Linked DNA regions of Sus scrofa: region 1 is linked to region 2. A link is a contact called in public HiChIP or PLAC-seq data. All regions are on one chromosome and are shown on one strand. Each heading gives the region's core, a stretch centred on a gene start, on an enhancer-like site or on the middle of the called end of the contact. The rest is flanking DNA. Distances are from core to core; before and after follow the strand shown. Region 1 overlaps WWOX (WW domain-containing oxidoreductase). Region 2 overlaps MAF (transcription factor Maf).

Region 1 (6,581 bases), core at 2,712-5,211, 250 kb before region 2:
CGCTGTCCTCCTAAGAGGGCTCCCGCCACTGTTCTTCTTTTTGCCTTGGGTCTTTCCTCAGCACAGAACCAGAGTCTCCTTTGAAAACACAGACGATATTGTTCCCCTGCTTAGAATCTGCTGACGGCCTCCAGCATCACTCAGCATGAAAGTGGGTCTTGACCATGGCTTGTGGGATCCTTGCTGCTCTCCCCTCTCCCATGAGCTCCCTTCTCTGCTCCCGTGCCCTGCCCCTCGCTCGCTCTGTCCCACCGTACTGGCCTCTGCACTGCTCAAATCCACCAGGTGCGCTTGGCCTCCAGGCCTCTTCCGACCTCGCTGCCTCTGCCCCGAGTGCCTTCACTAAGCAAGAGGCCTCCTTCCTCTCTTGTCCCTCTTGCGCTTCCCGAGGCACCCTCTCTAGAGATGTTCCTTAAAATTCGTCTGCCTTTGCCACCCCCATCAGCACCCCAGGGCCCGCACCTGCCTCATTTCCCCCGTACCCCATCACCGTCAAACGTACCGGCCAGTTTATCCACTCGTTGCATCTTCTCTCTCCTTCCAGCCGACGCAGACTCTGGGTAGACACTCAGATGTTCCATCTGTTTTGTTCACCGCGAGTTCCCATCGCCAGGGACCTAGTAGAAGCTGAACTAACCTTTGACTCTTTACCATAGAACATCACCTTCACAGAATTAGGAGCAGGAGCCTGAAGCGGGGATCTGGGTTCCAAAGATTTCATTGGCTCCTCTCTGTAGTCTGGCGACGAGAAAGGGTTACACTGGGGTGCGGACATCTGTGGGGGTTCTTTGGAGGTGCAGCCATGCTGGGGGAGGGGTCCAGGGAGACGCCTGGGGCGGGGCTCCTGAACCTGAGAGAGTTTGCACTTTCCGGGGCAGAGGCACAGAAGGACGTCCTTGTTGAAAGGACCAGGTTGGATTATTGTTTGCCCCTCAGTGGGCGTTAGCCTCTCTGGTTGTGGCAAAAAGCTGTGGGGATTCTCCTTTTGACCAGGCTGGGTGGCAGCCGGAGGCTGCCCTGGTCAGTGGATTCACAGAGAAGTCAGATTTCTCTTGTATGAAGAGTCCGCTTTTCTCCATAATTGCATAATGATGTCTTTGATTCCCAGGCCCTCATCCCCAGCTGTTTTCTTAGGCATTTATTCAAGATCTGAGATGCCATTCACAATCTGGCTGGATGCATATTTGTATCCGGCTCCAAAACCATTTTTTTTTTTTTTTTTTTTTTTTTTTGGCCCACGTCGCTACAGCCCATGGCAGAAGATTCCAGCAATTAGCAGGAACTGAAAGTGATAATTTATTGCAACCCACACTGTGATCTAATAGTCACACGTTGCAACAGCGAAATCCATATTTTTTTTTTTTTTTTTTCCACTGTGGCACCGTGGCGCTCTCGTCCGCTCTGCATGCTTTCTAATGTCTTTTGTTCGCATTAGGGAAAAACATAATCCTCTTCTACTGGGAACCAGAGAGAGCCCCTCGGGTTCCAAGAAGGATGACATTCAGTAATGTACCCCGAAGCAGGCTCGGGTTGTGTGCTGGGGGCGAGGACGCGGTAGCGTGCTCTCTTCCCAAGAGAGCTTGGGAAGGTACAGGGCACTTTCTTCTCTCTATTTAGGAAAGGCGATATCTCCCTTTCACAATGCCCTGGCATGAGCTGTTGGTACCAGGTACAAGCAAGTAGGGGAGCTTGGACTGAAAATCGAGGAGATTCATGTCCTCTGCCCGGCGATCACAGTTCAAGTCTATTGATTTTGACCATTGGATCTTGCCTCGGATCTGAACCTCGAGTGAATTTCCAAACCACCAGGCAACATAAATTACAGGCAAAATGATAAGTCAGGTCCTGCCAGGTGACTAAGTCAGCGTGGCAGTGCTTCAAGTCTTTAAAACCGTATCCCAGTGGCCCCAAAGCATTAATACATTTGGAACATTGCCTTTCCAGGGTCTGGAGGGAGGGCTGCTGAATTGGATTCCTAGGTACATCAAGTTTTAGAGCTGGAAGAAACTTGAGACATACGCCAGTCCAGCAAATTCCAAACTTGTCTATTCATCAGCATCACCTGGGAGCTTAAAAAAAAAAAGATTCCTGAGCCTCTCCCTCCAGAGGGACGCATTCATTTGATACAGGGTGGGACCCAGGAAGCTCCAAGCAGAGGCAGAATCACATTTGGCAATCCTGTGACTTCAGAGTGGGGACTACTGAGTCCCGGGGTGAGAGATGGAGGGTCGGGGTTGAACACAACGCCCAGACGCCCAGTGGGTGGTGTTTTCCCCTGGACCGGGTTCTGCTTCTTAACCAGGAGGAACCAGATTCTCTAACCCTTTTGGGATTATCACGGGCAAAGAATGCCTGTAAGAATAGCCTGGAAAGAGAGCCGTCCAGATCCGCCCGCCTTCCTCATCCCTTTCCTGGTGTCCCTGGTTGCATTTCAGTAAATTTCCCCCAGGGCAGTTGCCACACTGTCCCTGTGTTTTGACCCAACTACCTTTGGGATCATCTCAGGGTTTTTCTTGGCTGCAGAGTAAAAGGCATTTTTTCAGTGTGATTTTTTTTTTTTCCTCTTGAATATGCACATTTTAAGCAGGAATGGCAAGCAATAAATATTTACCAGGAAGGTCACGTAAATAAATGAGTTGAGGTGGGTAATAACAGCCCAGCTAGACCTTGTTGGAAAACTGAATGGAGGGATATAGTGTACATATCAGCCAAGAAATACCAACCATCCCCCCTTTCTCTGAAATGCATGGCCCTCTCCGCGTTTCTTTTTAAGTTTCCCCCCCTTTTGATGGAGTCAAGGGTAGGACACATTTTGTACTTTTCTCTTTAGAGTAAGAAAAAAATACATATAGACCCTTGGCAATTAACCTCAGTTCTTGGAGAGGCAATAGGGAGGGTGGAGACTGGTGAATGGCAGCGCACAGGCTCCCGAAACAGGGGAAGGCTTCTTCCATGCCAGCTGATGGTTGATAGATCTTGGGTGGTTAGATCCTCTGACTTTCTTCCTGGGAGAAAAGAGATGCAGATTTATTTGGGGGGTATATGCGTGTATGAAATTCGTAGGAGAGTTGTCAACTAAGTCAGTTTATTTTTTATTTTTACCCCATCGCACCAAATACATGCATGTGCGCCAAAAGCAACAGGAACCCTTTGCAACCCACAGACCACCCATCTGAGGCTTGTGATGGAAAGGTCTTTTGCTGACCTCTGAGCGACAAGGAACGCCGTCTTTGGGGGGCTATATTCCTCAGGGTCCAGTCAGAAAAACGGAACTGGTGGGAGATGCGTGATGAAGACGTGTATTGCCAGGAGCTGTCTTAGGCGATTCAGGGAGTTGCCTGGGAAGGGCCCTGGAGCGGGAGCTGTAAGCCTCATCCCGGGCTGAGCCACAGGCTGCTGACCCGGTGCTGACCACAGGCAGATTCCCATCTCCGGGAAGGCTCAGCTCTTAGGATCTGTCAGCTGATGGAATCAGGCTCCCCCAGATTCCTGAAGATAATCTTCCCAAGCAAAAGTCAAGGACCTCTGGGCTTTAATCCCGTCCGCAAAATACCTCCCCAGCAGCACCTCGGCTCGTGTTCATAAAACCGGCTGCTGTAGCCTCTAGCCAAGAGGGTGCATAAACTCACCATCCCAGGGTTGGTGTGAAAATAAACAAACAAATGAGCGAAGGAGAAAGACGAGCAAGACCCCTACGTCATCCTTTGACAAACGTCAGTGTTTCTAGTTTGGGGTTTTTTTTTTTTCTCTTAAAAAAAGGAGATCATTTGAAAGGGCCCGAGAAATGAGGGCAGGCATTCGCCATCCGATTTCGAAGAGAAGCCCTGGGTTGGTGCCAACACAAGATGGGTTTGTATCTTTAAGTGGCCTTTATCACCATGGTAATAAACAGCAAACGGGCCCAAATCTTCCAGGCTCGTGTTGGCTTTGACCAATGAAGTAGAACAAGGCCTCTGAATACCCCATTAGTTCCAGGCTTCGCTTTGATGGCTCTGCACAGGCAGCTCTTTTTCTACACAAGTCACCAGCCTCACCCGTGTCTCCGAACAAATGTTGTTGACAGGCCGCGTTGCAATTTTTCTGCATGTTCTGACAGTTTAATTCAGTACCTCTTGGCGAAGCACTCCGCCTAAGGGGGTGCTTCGGCACCTTGGCGTCTCCAGGCTGCAATTAAAATAATTCAGCACTGGGGCTGGCCTTGCAGAAATAGTCCTTCTTGCCTTTGGAACACACAGGGCATTTTCCAATCCCCCCATGGAGCAGGTTCAAGATCTCCCTTGTAGAGCGGAGGGCAGTGGAATTTATTAACAAGACTCGGACTCTATTTGCATGTTACACCCTCTGTGGTGGCTGAACATAATGTCTTTTGTAGACATGGTACCGACAGAAAGGTCACGGTGTGTGTGTGTGTGTGTGGGAGGGGCCGGGTAGCAAGGGGACATGCACGGGAGTTTGGCAGAGCCCGTTTTTAGAAGCCAGCCTTCCACCATAGCCAAGTCGGCAGTGTCCTTTATCCTGAATCCTTCGCAGGAAAGACGCAGGGTTAGACACCCCCCGAAATGGTCTTTTTCCAAGCCAGAGCCTCAGGGATGTTGTATAAACAGGTTAAGGCCCCCGTGGTGGTGGTGGGGAGCGGGGGGGACTTGATTCTGTTTGCCAGGTGACTCTGGTGTTAACACTAAAATAAGAGCATTTCCAGGTTTTACAGAGATTTGGTTTGTCAGGTTAGGTACTTTCAACAGATGGAAAATCCGTAAATTCCCTCAAATTACTTTATGACCAGGATCACTGGGGGAGGTTCTTTTAAAAACTGCCAACTCTCAGGTCCCCACCCAAGGGGATGTGGTCAAGGATGTCTAGGATGGAACTTGTGTTTTAACACGTGTCCCTGGTGAGCCTTTCACTCAGGCAGTTGTGGGGAGGACTGCTCTGAAATAAATGTCCATAGAATTCTCTGTGCTTTCCAGAAAAAGCAAACGGTAGGAACTTTCCAAAGGAAATTACCTGACATCGTTTCTCCTTCTCTCTCTTTCCCCAAAATTACTTGCCCTTAAAAAAAAAAGACAAAAAAAAAAACACCCAAAAAACAGTGCTGGGAGTTCCTGTTATGGCGCAGCAGAAACTAACCCAGCTATAGTATCTGTGAGGATGTGGGTTCGATCCCTGGCCTTACTCAGTGGGTTAAGGATCTGGCGTTGCTGTGAGCTGTGGTGTAGGTCGAAGGGGCAGCTCTGATCCCATGTTGCTGTGGCTGTGGTATAGGCCGGCGGCTGCAGCTCCAGTTCAACTCCTAGCCTGGGAACCTTCATATGCTGTGGGTGCAGCCCTTAAAAAAAAAAAAAAAAAAGTGCCAGTATGTAGTTACCACTTCTGCATCTACCTTCTGGATACTTCCTTCCAGAGGTACGAAATAGGTCAGAGAAATACTTTTTAGGGCTTTGGTTTTTAAGAAATAGAGCATCTTAGAGGCAGTGGAAAGCCTTCACGGAGGGAACACTTAGGAAGTTGGGAGGGTCAAGCTGGCAGTTCTGGAAGAATCACCTGGAGTTGACACCTGACTCAGGGCTGCCCTGTACCCCCCAACCCCCACCCCACCCACTTGCCATGGATAAGGACAAAAAAGGAACGAGCAAAAGTCCTTGAGTGCTTACTTTGTTCTTTGGCGGGGGGCAACTAGTGCCAATGTTAAAACTTAGTCCCAACATCTCCTCTCCATCGCTTCTGAAAAATAATCTGCTAATAAAAATAAAACAGGGCAGGCTCTATGCTTAGCTCACTGTACTAGCTTGTGACTTCGGCAGTGACTCTAGGGCTCAGCTACCTTACGTGTTCAATCCTCCGCGCCCAAGCTCTCCTTCCACTCTGAGACTTCTGGGAATCTCAGCACCTGCTGTGCGGATCTCCCCAGGCTTCTCTTTTTCTGTAGAGCGTTCACGCCTTTTGGATGTAATTCTGAAACCCCAGAGACCTTCTGTGCAAGGGATACTCTTTTCTGATCTTTGGAGAGCGAGCAGCGAGTCAGGGGCAAATGCCCCGCTGTGATTGGGCGCCAGCCTGCATTCCGGGCTGAGGACTCCTCCCCCTCTCCCCTCCCCTTCCCTTCCTCCCCTTCCTTCCTCCCACCCCCCTTCCTCCTCCTGGTTGAGGCAACCCCCAAGCCCTTGACAGAGAACAAAAAGGAGGACAGGCCTGGCCTCAGTTTCGTTCCTTTTAGTGTGGCACGTTCTCAGCATCCCCTCTTAAGAGCTGGCTGACACCGGGCGAACTTCCCCGAAGTGGTTAAATCTCAGGACCTCCGTGTTGGTCTCTGCTGAATTTCTCCAAGGCTTTCCATCCCTCCCTACCTTTCCCTCACATTAGCCAAGGCCTTGACCTATTGACTGCAGATTCTCCAAAGCGGCTGGGCTCCCCGTTTGAAAGGTTTGCTCAAGAGGCGTCTATTAATTTATGTATTTCATTTCTGTGCCGCGTGACTCTTCACCTCCCAGCACAGGTAGTGAAGTACCTGTAGGACATCCAGCTGCTGAAATCCTCCGCTAGGAAGCGCGCTTAGCGTATCACCAAGTCGCCAGTGTTGGCCG
Region 2 (6,806 bases), core at 69-2,568:
GCAAACACCTGTTTCACGCATGGAACAGCTGGAAAGTAGAAGGACCTTAGCCTGCAAAGAAAGACCCTGGGGTTCGGGTTGCTGCTGAGGGAGACGGACATAGGCAGTTCTATTCTGAGTGAGACCAGAAGGGAACAGCTGGAAGGGAGTGGGGGTGACTCTCAGATTCACATAAGTAACTTCTGACTCCTGGGATGGCTGCCTCAGGACAGGAAAATCCTTAGAGGTGTCTGGTCCTGTTTCTGCCTCCAGCATCATGCCCACCCCCCATGTGATCAGCTCCAGTGAGAAGACTCTTCCATGTATTTAGATTATTCATCCCGTCCTTTGATATGTCCTTGCCTCTTTTGTGCCTCAATGGCCCTGTGTCAGCTTTTCAGAGGAAGCCCACTTGACCTTGTCTTCCTTCTGCTGGCTCCCAAACATCCTGGTAATGCTTGGTTGGGCATGCTGGGATCAGGTTGGGCATGTCAGAGGTTGCAAGCATGGGTTTTGAAAGATGACAAATACAAGATCAGATCCTGGCTTCAGCACTCTTAAGCTGCGTGGCCTGATGCAAATGGCTTCTCTGAGTCTGCGTGCTCATCCATAAAGTGGAGGTGGGGAGTGGATGGCACTGCCTGCTGGGATTTTGCGAGGCATGAGATGAGATCATGTGTGGGTACCCACGGGCTCTGGGGAAAGGATCTACTTTCTTTCGTGTTTCTGAAACAGCAATGAATCAGTCTGACTAGAGTCTTTTTCTTTGTAGCCAGGAGTTTGGGCATCAAGCTGGCCCAACATTGGAAGATCCAAGTAGGCTAAGTTTTGGCTCTCTGCACATTCTCCAAGTGCTGCAGGCGTTTCTATCAAATAGCAGCAAAGGGGCAAGACCCACCTCAAGGAGGCGTGGACCAAGGAGGGCTTGAACTGCCCTGGAGAGGGGATCATAGCCAGCCCAGCGAGGATGGGTCTGGAACGTACACCTGCCCTTTAACCCGTGGTGTGCTGGAGTGGCCCAGGCCACAAATCTCTGCCAAACCACATTTGGTGACCTCACGTTGCTAGCTTGAAATGTGCTGTGGTGAGAGCATTTACACCACGGAAATGGGCAACAGCTCCCGATTTGGGCTTCTCCAGCCTCAGAGACCTGGTAAGTAAATATTCTCCAGCACCGCCCTGCCTTCAACAATAGGAAAAGAAAGGCCCAAATCACATGAGGCACTTCCCACATCTTCATGTGCCCTGGGAAAGAGTCAGTGGTGCTGATGAATGTGAAACCCCAGAAAAGCTCCTGTCTCCTGCTGATATGAAGAAAGAACTTGTCTGGCAGAGGATGCAATAAGGATCTTTGACTCTGTCATCTGCCCATGTGAGAAGCAGGCGGTGCCGGCCCGGGGAGTCACTTAACCTTAAAGTGCCAGCATCCTGGGGCAGGGGGGTACTTGGAAGCCCTCATCAGGGTGCCCTCAGGAAGGAGGCAGGACATGCCCATGACTGGGAATGGGCAGCACCTCTGAAAAATGCCCAGAGCCAGGGCTGAAGCTTCACCATCATTTACCATTTCCTTATAGGGAGTGGAGGAGCCGGGGAAGGGTGTTGAAGTTTGATTAGTAATAAGAACATAGCAGCTTAACCTCTAACATTTAGCACTCACCCCGATCGAATTACTTATCTCTATCTGGGTGAGCCTTGCTAGCCGCCTGCCTGGGAACACTACACCTCTCTAAAAGCTGTCCGTCTCTGTCACAGACTTTGCACAATGGGGCCCACAGCTATTTTTAAAGGACTGTGTCACCTTTCAAGAGAAATTGTGTCTGCTCAGAAGATTGACTTTTTTTTTTTTTGGTTGCTTTCTGTACAAATTTGGTAGTCTTTCATCTCCCACGGTAAAGCTGGGGCACCTCATACCCCATAAGCAGGCACCATTTAGCTTCCTTATTTTAGGGAGACTATAAAGCTATTGAGAAAAAAAAAATCATGGCCCAATGTCGACATTGTCTGTGGAAAGCAAAGACATAAAATGCAAGGGACACTGGCCCTGGAACTAGGGGGTGGCAAGCAGGTGACTGGAATAATCACACTGTTTTCTCTATTCCTGCCTCAAAGTCTGCAAGATAGAGGTTGTCAACGCCCTGTGCAGATGATTCCACCAAGGATGGCAGACCCTGGAATTGAACTCTCTGCCTGAGTTAGAGGCCCCTTTCTAGCTGCGACTTTGTGCCTCGGTTTCCTCATCTTCACAATGTAGCTGTGGGGAGTGCTTACCTCGTCACAGAGTCAGTGAGAGAATTCAGGGAGTGAATCCAACTGAAGTATCCAGCTGAGCGCCTTGAGCAGAGGAAGTGGCCCACACCTATGGGCTTGTTTTGGAGGACAGGCGCTAGTGACCACTCTTCAGGCTTCTCACTAAATCTCTCCTTCTAATGAATTCTCATAGAAACCTTGCAACACGAGCGTCTCCACGTTCCAGAGGGAGATAACACCTCCGTGGATTTTTGTCGCTGTTGCTGTTAGGAGGGTTAAATTAAGTTTCTTCAAGGGTTTGGCTCAGCACCCAGTGCGTGGAAAGTTCTCAGCCAATGATAGCTATTTGTCAGTCATCCTTAGAAATAGTCTTATCATGAGGAAACTGAGGTTGAGAAAGTTTTGGAGGCACTATGGGCACAGGAAGCAGGTTGGCAGGGTGAAAACAGATAGAATGTTCTGGAAGACTCATCTAAGGCAGATGAGGTGGTGGAGTGAGATGCAGTGAGTTAAGGCTATAAAAAACACTGGTAAGGTTCTGGATGGCTTGCTCTTAATCTCTCCCCTTTAAAGAAAGTGAAACCCCAATCTGCAGTGTGGTGTATGCTGTGGACCACATGGTCTCCACCACAGCTCTGCTCAGAGTGAGGGCTGTGCTCTAAGATGAGTCAAAGAGCACATTGCATGTGAATGCTTGACGTTAGAGCTCAGTGCCTGTCCTGTGCTGGGGTATCGGCTTTTAGATTCCCTGCTTGGACTATCTTTGGGAGAAACTATCCAACTACTAATACTGTGAGCCCTGCAGAGGGACTTGGCATTCCCTGCAAACCCATCTTCCAGTCTCTTCACGATACTGCCCTCGCATCTTCCGTTATTGCCCAATTTGGGTTCCTGAAAGGGAGGGAACGTGCAGGGGAGAAGAGGGGCCAAGTGGAGTTTATGTGAATATCTATTTACTTAAAAGTCACTTAGGACGTTCCAAATGCAAGATAAGACTTGAGGGAGGCCAGGATGAAAAAGAGGGGGGAGCTTTCGACCCTTGAGGATTTCTCAGCCCAGTGAGGAGACCAAAGAATGAGACTGCAATAAGATTGATACCTGAATGGAGGTCTGATACAGTCTGCGGGAGCATAAGGAAGGAATGGTTAACTCTGCCTCAGGGTGGCTGGAGCAAGACTTCAAAAGAGAGAGGAGACTTGAGATGGGTTATAAAGGGTGGTTAGAAGCTCACTGATGGAAAGGCCTCTAAGAAAGGGGAACAGAAAGAACAAATGCCTGCAGGGTGAAAGCGGAGTGAGAGGTACTGGGGAAGAAAGTTGACTGTTGAACTTCCAGAGCCTGGCATAGTGCCTGGGATGGATACACAGCCGAGTAGGAATCTATTAAAAAGGAACGACTAATTGGGTGGTCTCTTCATTATACCTTCATATCAGGAGTCCTAGGCTTTGAGTCTACTGCAGTTTCTGCTTTTTGTTTGTTTGGTTTTTGTTTTTTGGTGTGCGTGTCGGGGGGTGACATGATCTCAGCAGACTCACTCATACGTCCACAGGTTGGTGAGGAAGGGGCTGATCTAGGCTCTGAATGTCCTGCACTGCCCATCTTCAACCTGACACCATCCTACCCAGCAGCCAGCCATCTCATGGGGGAGAAAGTTCTTAGAACCATGACACTTTTGATGAAGTACATGTTCCTTCAAAGTTGCTCAGGGTGTTCTGTTTCCATCTGAGAAGACTAAAGAGTCCTCTTTAGGACAGGACCTGAGCTGACTTTAAGGATCTGTTCACCTGTGCAGATTGGACCTGCTGGGACCGATGACTCTTTCGGCAACTGCAATTTGCTCTATTTCCACCCAAGTCAACTATTTAACAATGCAGACATTTCCACCAACACGTGTTTGAGATCTCTTTCTCATCCCAGTTTCTATGCACACGTATGTAAGGTGCTATTGCATTTTCCCTTTAGCAAAATAAGTATCTGTTTACTGTTGCCAAGGACAACTGGTTTACCAGCTGTCATCCTCCTGGTGACAAGCTTTTCCCGAGCCTGGGAGTAGAGTTAGGGCATTAAGAACCTCAAGGAGGAGACTAGGCAAACTTAATTCTGAGCAGAGAGAGTCCACCTTAAAAAATTAGCTGTAGGGCAGAATCTCATGGTATCAAATGTCTCTTGGAAACTTAGGTAGAAACTACAAGAGTGTAGCAGGGTAGGGCCTGGGAAAAGAGGCCAGATTGTCTTCTTTCAAACCTCAAGATGAATTTTATTGGTTTTTGTGACCTTGGGTAAATCTTGGCAACTTTCTAAGTCTCAGTTCCTTTAGCAGCAAAACTGGATGGTTAATAGCAATAATAAAAAGATTAATGTGCAATTAGGGGTTTTCACACACTTTGAGTTTTCTTGAACTTCTAGACACATGGGGAGATTGTAGCTTCCTGTCCCCTGGAGTTAGGTATAACCATGTGACCTGCTTTGATGTATAAAATCTAAGGAGACGTAAAAGGTATTGCTTTTCTGGTGGAGGTGTGAGAGTCAGGATGTGATTTTCCATGCTTTTGTTCCCTCTCCCATCATCACTGGTAACCTTTGGATGGGGTTCTCAGTCAGAGGATGGGAGCCTAGTGTGAGAAAGATATGGAGTCAGAGACCCCTGCTTGGACCCAATGGTCAGGCAGCATGTGTAAGAAGTAAGCTAATGTTTCCTTCAGCCCCTGAGCACTGGGGTGTTGTATGCAGCACGGCCCGGCTCACACAGACTGTGATAAGGAAGTCCTGGGCTCATGAGTAGAAAGACCATGGTACAGCACCTGGCAGGTAATAAGTGCCCCACAAGTATTTGCCGCCACGTTCTTGCTCCGCACGAAAATGCTATGGCAAACTGGAGACCTTCTCCCCATCTGTCTGATGAAGAAGCATTTCCCCCAGCCTCTCACTCTGACTTGATACTCCTGGAGAATGCTGAGGACGGCCAGGTAGAGACCACAGCCTCCCACACTTTGGATCTAGCTTGTCCTCCACTTGGAAGACTTCTTTTTCTGCCTATTCTGTGGGTGCTTCACTTTGCTGAACGCCGACCTCCCCAAGGAGGTCAGTTCCCAGGGCTGCTGCTCGGATGCCAGCTTTGTCATGGACCATCATGTCCTGTCTCTTAGGTGATGCCGCAGAGAGAGGGGCCCTCCCCTCTGGGGTTTGCAAGACTGTGTCGACCACTTGGAGGGCTGAGGCAGCGAGGAGGCCAAACCCTGTAGACACAGTCACGGGGCCACTTGTTGGCCATCGGAACAGACTCTTGCTGGGCTCTAGGTTTGGAAGCCAAGCCAGGACTTTACAAAGTCTTCTTAACCTCCAAAGTGTAAACATGAGACTGAAAAGATCTGACATCCACAGAGAGAGTTAAGAAGTCAACACGTGGGAAAGGAGGAGGCAGGTTAAGGTTCGGGTTATCACAGAGACGCGCCAGCTACGTAGGCGACCTGCAATGTCTCGGCTTACAGACTCCCCTCATCAAAATAACTCAAGCACCTTTTACCAAGGGGGAGTTCCCTTCCCTGAGTGACTTACACACATGAACTCATCACCTCCTCGTGCTTGCCTCCATTCAGGATGCACGGTCAATTGTAGCCCCTTTTAGAGATAAAGAAACGGAGGGTTCACGGGGGTTAAGCAGCCCAAGGTCATCCAACCAATGATTGACGGGGCTAAATTTCTAGCTCAGGTCGCTTGACCTCAAGAGCCATCCCCCCAGCTATGTCCAGCTTTGACATTCCCTCAATTTCCCGAATAGAATAACCACCTGGGAGCCCATAAAAGCAAAGCAAAAATACATACATAAATATTTTTAAAAACTCCTCAAGCTCCTCTTGACAGATTTCGATTCAGGCCATCTTGGCAGGACCAGGAATCTATGCTTTTACAGGTTGCCCTGGTGATCCTTATGCCCAGGTGTGTTTAGGCATCACCAGCTCACAGAGCAAGCATCTATGTGGGTGCCTGGAGCCTCATGCTTGGCGGCCTCCTCGGTGTGGTTTCATGCTGCTGCTGTCCCAAAATGCCTGCTAATTTCACCTCTGAACTTTTGTGTTTTGTACGTGAAGTCCTGTGGGACAGTGAGGCATGCACGTGAGCAGAGGAGCCGCACAATGTGTGTGTCCACTGATCCTTGGCACCCAGTTTGCATATGGCATTTTCACTGCCCTGAGAGCATAGAATCCCAGGGAGCCCACGATGTATGATGTGTGGGAGTTTAGGGGGACTCAAGGCAAGGACAGGGTAAGTAAGTTACACCTGCTAGTAAGTAAGCAAGGGAGCCAACCGCCCCAGGATGCCCCGCTTTCTATTCAGACCAGAACTGGCTTTGAACACAGAGGGAACGTAACGGCATCCTAAGAAACACAAGGGACCAAGGAGCCCCATCATGGCCTGTCTTTCTTAGTCGTGTTACTTCCCTGTATTAGGCAACCACTTAGACTGAAAACGATGATGGGGAAGGAGAGGGAAGATTGGGCAACCGTAGCTCCTTTTCCTTTCAGTCCTGCCGTACTCATCAGTGCGCCAGAGGAAGAGTGTTGCAAGTGCGCATAACAAGA

Evidence for each region. HiChIP or PLAC-seq counts read pairs in DNA pulled down with a chosen protein or histone mark.
Region 1: a contact with region 2 is called in an H3K27ac HiChIP or PLAC-seq map of skeletal muscle, with 2.9 times the contacts expected there. The contact joins two enhancer-like sites. A contact is called at or near these places in 1 of 47 Hi-C or Micro-C datasets (skeletal muscle) and 1 of 2 datasets of contacts at active chromatin or transcription factors (skeletal muscle).

Annotation. Positions count from the first base shown.
Region 1 is chr6:9,016,286-9,022,866 of Sscrofa11.1, reverse strand. The region is part of intron 8 of WWOX (WW domain-containing oxidoreductase); the gene reads left to right. Among named protein-coding and RNA genes, the nearest start is that of MAF, 550 kb to the right of the region's middle. Within about 2 kb of position 3,961, at least 11 of the 83 cell types and tissues checked have an H3K27ac peak or open chromatin away from gene starts, as enhancers often do. A contact at or near this core is called in skeletal muscle, where this site is marked.
Region 2 is chr6:8,762,748-8,769,553 of Sscrofa11.1, reverse strand. All of the region lies in intron 2 of MAF (transcription factor Maf), which reads right to left. Among named protein-coding and RNA genes, the nearest start is that of MAF, 300 kb to the right of the region's middle. Within about 2 kb of position 1,318, at least 3 of the 83 cell types and tissues checked have an H3K27ac peak or open chromatin away from gene starts, as enhancers often do. A contact at or near this core is called in skeletal muscle, where this site is marked.